Linked DNA regions of Zea mays: region 1 is linked to region 2. Evidence: chromatin contacts called from public Hi-C data. All regions are on one chromosome and are shown on one strand. Each heading gives the region's core, a stretch centred on a gene start, on an enhancer-like site or on the middle of the called end of the contact. The rest is flanking DNA. Distances are from core to core; before and after follow the strand shown.

The links. Hi-C and Micro-C count contacts between places; a contact is called where the count stands out from the background.
Region 1: a Hi-C map of ear shows a contact between it and region 2, with 5 times the contacts expected there. The contact joins the promoter of LOC103634545 here to the promoter of LOC109943270 in region 2. A contact is called at or near these places in 3 of 25 Hi-C or Micro-C datasets (ear, leaf and tassel).

Annotation. Positions count from the first base shown.
Region 1 is chr1:48,364,716-48,368,772 of Zm-B73-REFERENCE-NAM-5.0, forward strand. It overlaps LOC103634545, which reads left to right and starts at 1,635. Exons shown (of 11, transcript XM_008656553.2): 1 at 1,635-1,936; 2 at 2,052-2,141; 3 at 2,226-2,330; 4 at 2,429-2,530; 5 at 2,775-2,859. The coding sequence starts at 1,838.
Region 2 is chr1:48,031,872-48,035,700 of Zm-B73-REFERENCE-NAM-5.0, forward strand. It overlaps LOC109943270 (myb-related protein P-like), which reads right to left and starts at 1,491. Exons shown (of 3, transcript XM_035963470.1): 1 at 1,133-1,491; 2 at 878-1,007. The coding sequence starts at 1,265.

The sequences.
Region 1 (4,057 bases), core at 385-2,884, 330 kb after region 2:
TGATGTCACCCAACGACTAGGCTTGACTGACCCCACAAGGCAGTGGTGGCACGTCTGAGTCCATATGCGGGGGCGCACGATTCGTGTTCTGATGGTGACTACTAGGCGCGCTGCACGTTTACCCAGGTGTTTAAAATCTGTTTGTCCAGGAATATGTTGTTGGCTTAAAAGGAAGGATTGGAGCCCCAAACCCTAGTTAAGTGTATGTTTAAAGAAGTTAGACAACATAGCTTAATGATATGAAAAGTTTGTGAGTTCAAATATGCTAGTTCTCTGATCTGTCCAAGTAAATTCAAATTTGTTACCTTCACCAAGTTTTGTGTGTGTAGATTTATGTATATGCTTACCCTAAACTTCAATTGGTTGTGTTACCCCACATCTCCTTATGAGAATTTGCATTTCATGGCATTACATAAGCATTGATGTATTTCTAATTGACTTGTAGAACACATAGAAGAAGTGGAAGTTGAAGTGGAAGAGGAATCAGTTCCTCAATCTAAAGGTCCTTCTGAGAGTCCTTCTGAAGGTGCTCCTGTAGGCTACGTTGCTAACTGTGATATCCGTGTAGAGGAACCAAAATCTTCTAAGAGTCATTATGTGAGTCCTTCATCGAACCCAACATAATTTTATCACAAGTTCAACATCATTCAATATTAAATGGCAACATCATGCCATCAAATCACACAAAATATATCATTGATAGTACAAAACTCTTGGAGCAAAAGAGAGTTTTCAACGACAACACAAAACATTAGGATAATTATCTAATTATTCAATACACAGTACTTAATATTTAAATATTTAAATATATAAGACGTGAAAAAAGGTTGCAGCTTAAGGGCATCCTTAATCCGGCCCCACATGTCATATGTTAGCGAGTTTTTAATTGGATAGCGGGTATGGGGTAAGAGAGAACATACTCATTCCCACCATACCCGATGTGTGTAACAAATAACATAATAAAATACCCATGGGTATAAAAAATCGCCATACATGTGCCCTAATAGGGTTTTTACCCATCGATTATTGGGTTTCGGGCACCCATTGCCATCCCTAGCTGGGAAACGGGAGCAAGTGTCGGGGAAGGGACCGGCGGCAGTACGGTGCAGAACAGGAACACCAGCCAAGAACAGGAATCGGCAACGGCGGGGAGCCAGACTTGGCGGCGAGGTAGCCAGACGCATGGGCGCGTCTGGGACAGCGACGAGGAGGAAAAAAGGTGCGACACAGCCCGACGAGGAAATATTTGGCGCGATTTTTTAGTTCAGGAGTGGTAAAAAGAAAGCTATATTTTGAGAGTACATATGGTTGGATTAGAAGTTGATCAATTTAGAGAATTGTTTTAAGAATTTGTTGGAGAGATATTTTTATGCCAATTCTCCTAATTTTGATTTAGGAATTTGTTTTATATAACTACGGGAGCTGCTCTAACGAGGGTAACGATGTCTTTGCGCAACCAAATACTCCTGATGGATTGGATTATAAGGATGATGTGGTTGGAATGTTGGATATTAAAATTCTGCCCCTAAAATGCAGTTGTCATATTTTCTTTAAAGGTCCAACGGACCCTGAGCCCACCGGTCCAAAGAACAGAAGGAAAATAAGGCCCATTACCAAACGGTACCTCCCGGGGCGAAAGATTAGTTTCATTTCCCTCCGAAACAGAGATCCGCATTTGATTTTTCTCTCGCCCTCTCCTGACCTAGTGACTTCTCGAGATTTCCCATTCCGGTGCCGCGCGCGCAGCTCGAGCAAGAACAATCCCCAATCTCCAATCCCAAATCCTAACGATTCCACACCCGTCTCCCCTCTGCATCCCGCTGTTTCACTGCCCGCTATGGCCTCACCTGCCACGGACGACGACATCGGCGACGAGCACCTGTTCGACGGCGTCCGCTTCATGCTGGTCGGATTCAACACCTATGACGCGTCCCAGGTGCGTGCGTGGCATCCCGCGCCTCGTCCTTGCAATTTGCTTACGCAGCCCAAATTTGCGGTTTGCGACGTTCTGGCCGATAAAGTTCCGACTGCGTCCGTCGTTCCGTGTGCAGTACCGGTCGGAGATGGTGCGGCGCGGCGGCACCGACGCCGGGCCGTCGGGCAACGGGTGCACACACGTGGTCGTGTGGAACCGCATCTACGTGAGTTTGGTTTGCAAATTGGTTCCTCTGTGTCTTGACAAGCTTGGATGGGGGACGGGGCTCTGATCTAGTTCTTCTTCGTAGGATGACCCGACGTGCGTGGCCGAGCGGGCGCAAGGGAAGAAGGTCGTCAGCGGGCTGTGGGTGGAGGACAGCTTGGATCGCGGGGTGCTTGCTGATGCCGATAGGGTCGGCTTTTGCTGCTAATTGCTCGGGCACTTGTGCTCTTATTTCTTCATCAGAGCCACGGTTTAGTTTTGTGACCCGTTATGTTCAGTCTTTTCCAGGTTTTGTATTGGCCGATGAGACATTTGAAGGGAATACCGGGTGCTCAATCGTTGCTTATATGCTTGACGGGTTACCAAAAACGCTATCGCGAAGACATGATGGTAGCACCCTCCCAGTTTTATCTATATGGCTACGAGTGTATCCATTTCACGCAATAGGATAGTTCCACATCCAAAGTTTAAATAGATTGAAAATGCCACGTTTTTGGAACTGGAAGGAGTAGACGCAAAAGTTACTTGCATTTGTTATACATTCAAATAAGAAACTAATGTGTTGTGTTCACGCAGAATCTTTTGGGTACTGTAATTGTGCTTGTGACATGATTCTTCTAATGTTTTGATGCAGAAAATGGTTTCTTTGATGGGAGCACGGTTCTCAAAACCTTTGATAGCAAATGCAGTCACTCACCTTGTTTGTTATAAATTCGAAGGTACGTTGTTTCTTTTATCAGTCAAATCGTGCAATACATATAGATAAAACTTGTTATAAATTTGAAGGTGTGTTGTTTCTTTTATCAATCAAACCGTGCAATACATATAGATAAAAAAGGATAGATTCACTGCCAGAGACTTCCACGTGAGTGGGGTCTAGGGAAGGGATAAATCCATACCTCTGCAAATAAGGAGAGGCTACTTTGAACCCATGACCAGGTGACTTAGTGAGTCAACTCTCACCACTGCAGCAGGTACTATGCTGAATTTTGTTATAACAAGCAATTTACCTGATGCTGTTTCCTCCCATGGAACTTCATAACTAGTTCCATGTACTTGTCTAGCAAAGCTAGGCCTGCTGTTTGTGTGCGTGTGTGTGGTGGTTTGGGGTGGGTGGGGGGGGGGTGGCATGGGGATATGCATCAGTGTTGCCCACCCACGCCCGAACCCAAACCAAAGGTAAGGTTAAGCTGATAGGGAAAGGGGGATTGACTTATATACTTCAGCATAGGCGAGGCGACCAAGAAAATGTAGAAACAGATCGTCCCAGCTTCAGGAAACAATGGAGCTCAGCTGCTCACATATATCAAGTAAAAATTGGATAATATGTGGGTATACCCATACCCTACTTGGTAGATCGATTTCTACCCACGCCTTCCACATTGCACATGGGTATGTATCTGGGGACTCGGTAGTCGGTGCAGGACTAAACAAAGCTATGCTCATATTGGTTTCATCTACTTTAATGTGAAGATGCACAATGCTCTTTCAAATAAATGTTTCTAAACATTAGTTAAGTGTCTTATATCTAATTTGTAGTATGGCCGGTACTGTGTGTTACCATTATCTAAAAAATCTAATTTGTAGTAGAGCTATGTTTCTAAGTTTGTCCATAATGCACATTTGTAGCTCATCTTTGTTTTTGGTTGTAGAATTCATTGGTTCCATAACAGTTTGGACATTTCTTCTGTTTAATTTGTATGTGAACCATACAAAGGTTAACTTTATGAACCATGCTTTGTATATTTGTGATATAGAACTGGAGGTAATTTGTAACTTATGTCCAGATGTTATTTGATATTAAGAAGCATCCAAGAAAACTTGAGCGAAGTAATCCAACAACATAATCATTATGTCTATGAGGTGTCTGTCTTTGGTAATTTATTTCTTTGACTATGCATATATCATGATACTAGA
Region 2 (3,829 bases), core at 241-2,740:
GACATTAGCCTACACTATTGCTGCGCGCGCCTCTATTCCAGCAGCGTGTGCCCCTACATCATTTAATTCTTTATTTAGTACTGTGTACGTGTATGGTATACGGTGTCTTAACTCTCAACCGATCGGGGCAGCCATTGAAATTATAAGATCAAGTTTAATAATATAGCCAACCGCTGGTCGTAAGGATTAAGGAACCTTATAGCCTACTACTTAGCCTATTCATGCAATAGTTAGCTCTTCACTATTAATTTATGATTTGCATGTCATTCTCACAAAAAAAGTTTTTAGTTGTTTGTCTAAGCCCCGGCTTTAAGTTTGCAGTCCGATTCTGCTCTCTCTCATATTCTCTCTCATCAATCTTAATATTTAGCCGGCTTATATCCTCTTGTTATATTTGCTCTAATATTTCAGTAATTGAGAGAGCATATAGAGCAGGCAATTGTTACTACACTGCTCTATACTCCTATGAATGAAAACGAGATTTTCATCGGAGTAGCCCTTTATTGTCTGTGCTGACGGTTCTAGTCTTCTGCCAGAGATCCTTTTCCCCAAATTTGTACGTCGAGAGAAGCGTTTAAGTAGTATATATAAGTATACATGCATGGTACCTCACAATTTAAGAAAAATCTCTCAATCAACTATATTTATAGTACTATGAACATTTATATATTTATGGAAGTTTCTTATATATACGCATGCCTTGATCAAAGTTGATATTGTTGGACTAGATTTCCGTTCTTCGTGTGAAGGAGGAAGTACTACCAAGCTTTTCGGGACTGCGTGCATTGACTCCCATGCATCAAGGAAGGAAGTAGTACTACTCTCTAGTCAGATGCACACTCGATCAGCGTTGAGATTAGGGCGCGCTTATTGTTACCTGTTCCCGAGGGTGGCGTGGAGCTTGATGATGATGTCTTCTTCCTCCTTGGAGATGTTCCCCCTCTTGACGTCCGCCCGAAGGTAGTTGATCCACCGGAGCCGGCAGCTCTTGCCGCACCGGAGCAGGCCTGCATGCGCGTCCTAACTAGCTAAGAACGACGACGGCGACGAAGAAGCAAGCTCATATATGCATGGATCGGAGATTGATGGTATAGTACGTGGCGATGCATGGCGCGCGGCCGGCTTTGGTTACCTGCATTCTTGGGCAGCGACCTCCAGGACCCCTCGCCGTGCTCCGCAATGTAGTTGGCAAGTAACTGGTCCTCCTCCGCCGTCCACCTCCCTCGCTTGAGCCCCACCTTCTCGCAGCACGGCGCCCTCCCCATCGCGCGCCGGCTAGCTCCCGGCAACAGCTAGCGTCTGCCCTCGCTCGCTCGCAGCACGTGCGTTCCCCGGCCCGGCCGCCGCTGGCCACACCGGAGTCGTATGTGGTCCCGCCGATCGATCGAGCTAGCGATCCCGGCCGGCGGCGAAGTCGCACTACTACTTGCGCACGGTTAGCAGCTGGTCGCGCGCGCGCGTGCGTCCAAGGGAGTTGGTGGCCGTGCGGGCCGACGACCGCGCGCTACGCTCCTTGCCGCGCGGACACACGCTGGCAGTCGCACAGGTCTCACTACAGCTTGCACTTTCCAGTGTGTGTGCCGTGCTGGCTATAGAGGGCACGCCACGGCCGGCCATAATATAGCAGCGGACGGAGTACGTACGTACACTAGCGCTTAGTAGAGTGCACGTTACGGACCGACCTGGCCGTTACGTGGGACTGGGGGGAAGGGAACGGAGCGAGCAGAGCAGAGCAGCTAGCGGGCCGAGGGCCGGCGCGGCGGCCGTACGTGCGGCTGCTGGCGCGGGCACGTGGCCCGCAAAGTGGGCGCCGTGGCGCAAGGCCGCACCTTGCGCCGCACCACCGTCCTGTCCGCGAGCAACCCACCCGCCGGCGCGCGCATTACATCTCCTGTTAGTCAGGTTTACTTTTAAGCAAGATTTGGTTTTCCTCCTTGTCCTGCCGTGCCCTGGCGGCCAGCAAATTGTGCGCACGCAGCCATGGCCTACCTACCTCGAGCGAGGCCGCCCCTAATGATTTTCTTTGCCTCCCCTCCCCTCGTGAAGAGATGGCAATGGATACCCGGCGATTGATATTTACTTTATTAGGTTATGTATATGAGCTAAATATTCTAGCTGATTGGGTTATTTTTGTGTCGTGCATATGAGTATGAAGTAGTAATATCCCGTGGTTATTTCTCATTGCCATCCCTCGTCCTCCAAGATTCTCCCCCTGCATTGCACGTCTGTCTAGGAGGGATCAACGTCACAAAAAATATGACATTCGCTTGCGCGCCAATAGGATGGCCGCTTTGCAGCCTTTTCTTGCAGTCAAATCTATCATCAGTCACCACTCATGCACCGGACCAAAACCATAAAATACAACATAGCGTGCGTGTTAGCGTGAGGCACGTGGGCGGACAGCAGAGCCTCGACGAGTGACCAGACCGCCTTGGTTGTGACGCCCAGGCCGCAGGACAGAGGTAATCCGAGGAGCCAATCACGCGCATGCACGCCTGCTGATCCGGAGCCGTATGGCCAAAAGAGCCGCCCGAACTTGATCTGCCCCGACACTGTTTAGGACGGCTTACTTATTCCACTAGGCCCTAGACCTTAGTACTTATTCCGGTAATTCCACTATAAATAACGTCCGCAAACCATGTTTTACGGTCGTTTTTTCTTTTTAAGAACTCAGTCCGATCCGTATCGACCCATTATTAGTACGGAGCGCTGGTCCGGCACTACACATGCCCTGGCTGAGAGTGGCTGGCTGGCTGGCTAATGGCTATACATACAGGCACAAGGATGGCACGTTCGTTGTCGTGATGCAGCCATTAACAGCAGTCCTGATGCTCTCTGCTGCCACCGGCGAGGCGCGAGGCAGCGCCAATGGCCGGGCTCGATCGTGAGCCACGAGTAACGCCGGGTGTCCGGTGATTTTCCTGCCGCCGCGTAATGGTGCCCTACTGTAGTTTGATCGAAATGGGCAAATGGCCGCCCGGCTTCTGTACGTCCAAGCGGCGTCTACGTACCTGCGCGCGTTACTTTACTATTCGCGCATGATGCCTGCAAGCCCACAGTAATGCACAATATAATGAGGCTACCAGACTGTTAAATATCAGCGTCGTAGGTTCTAGATAAGGAAGACCTATAAGATTTGTTGCCTGTTTTTTTTTACCACAGCGTCGCAAGTATAAGCAGAAATAAAAAATCTTCACTTTTTTATTCATTATTATTATCTGAGAGAGAGAGACAACATTTGCCAAAGCAAACATTTGTCAGTACTACTAAAACATGTTCACCCTTTAGAAGCTTATGAAAATTCTCCATCCCAACATGGCAAGTTGGCGATGCCAGAGCCAACGCATATTGGTTTTAGCTATTAATCATGCGACAAGTTTGACTTTATCATTCGAGAAATCTACTAGACAAAGCTTTCCCTTAACACACCCTTAAAAGCAACTGAATCATCACTCCTTCTAAAGACTCTAACACCAACATAAGTAAACAAACAATTTTAGCCCATTTGGTACAATTGGGAGACAGATAACAAATTGTAATCTAATGAATCAACTAAGAATACATTAGAAATAGACTAATCTAATGACCCTTTACCTTACCTTGACTTCCATACCCAAATGTAATAGCATCTTAGGAGTCATTGTTCTTTTCATAGGATGAGAACATCTTCTTCTCACCCGTTACCCAGCATTAGCCTTTGGATGCATAAACCTACAAAACATTTTAGGCCTTGTTCTTAGGTACCCAAATGGTCTTAGGTCATTTTACATCAGTAACAAGCAGCGCCGGCCCTGAGGGCGGGCGAACGGGGCGGCCGCACCGAGCCCCT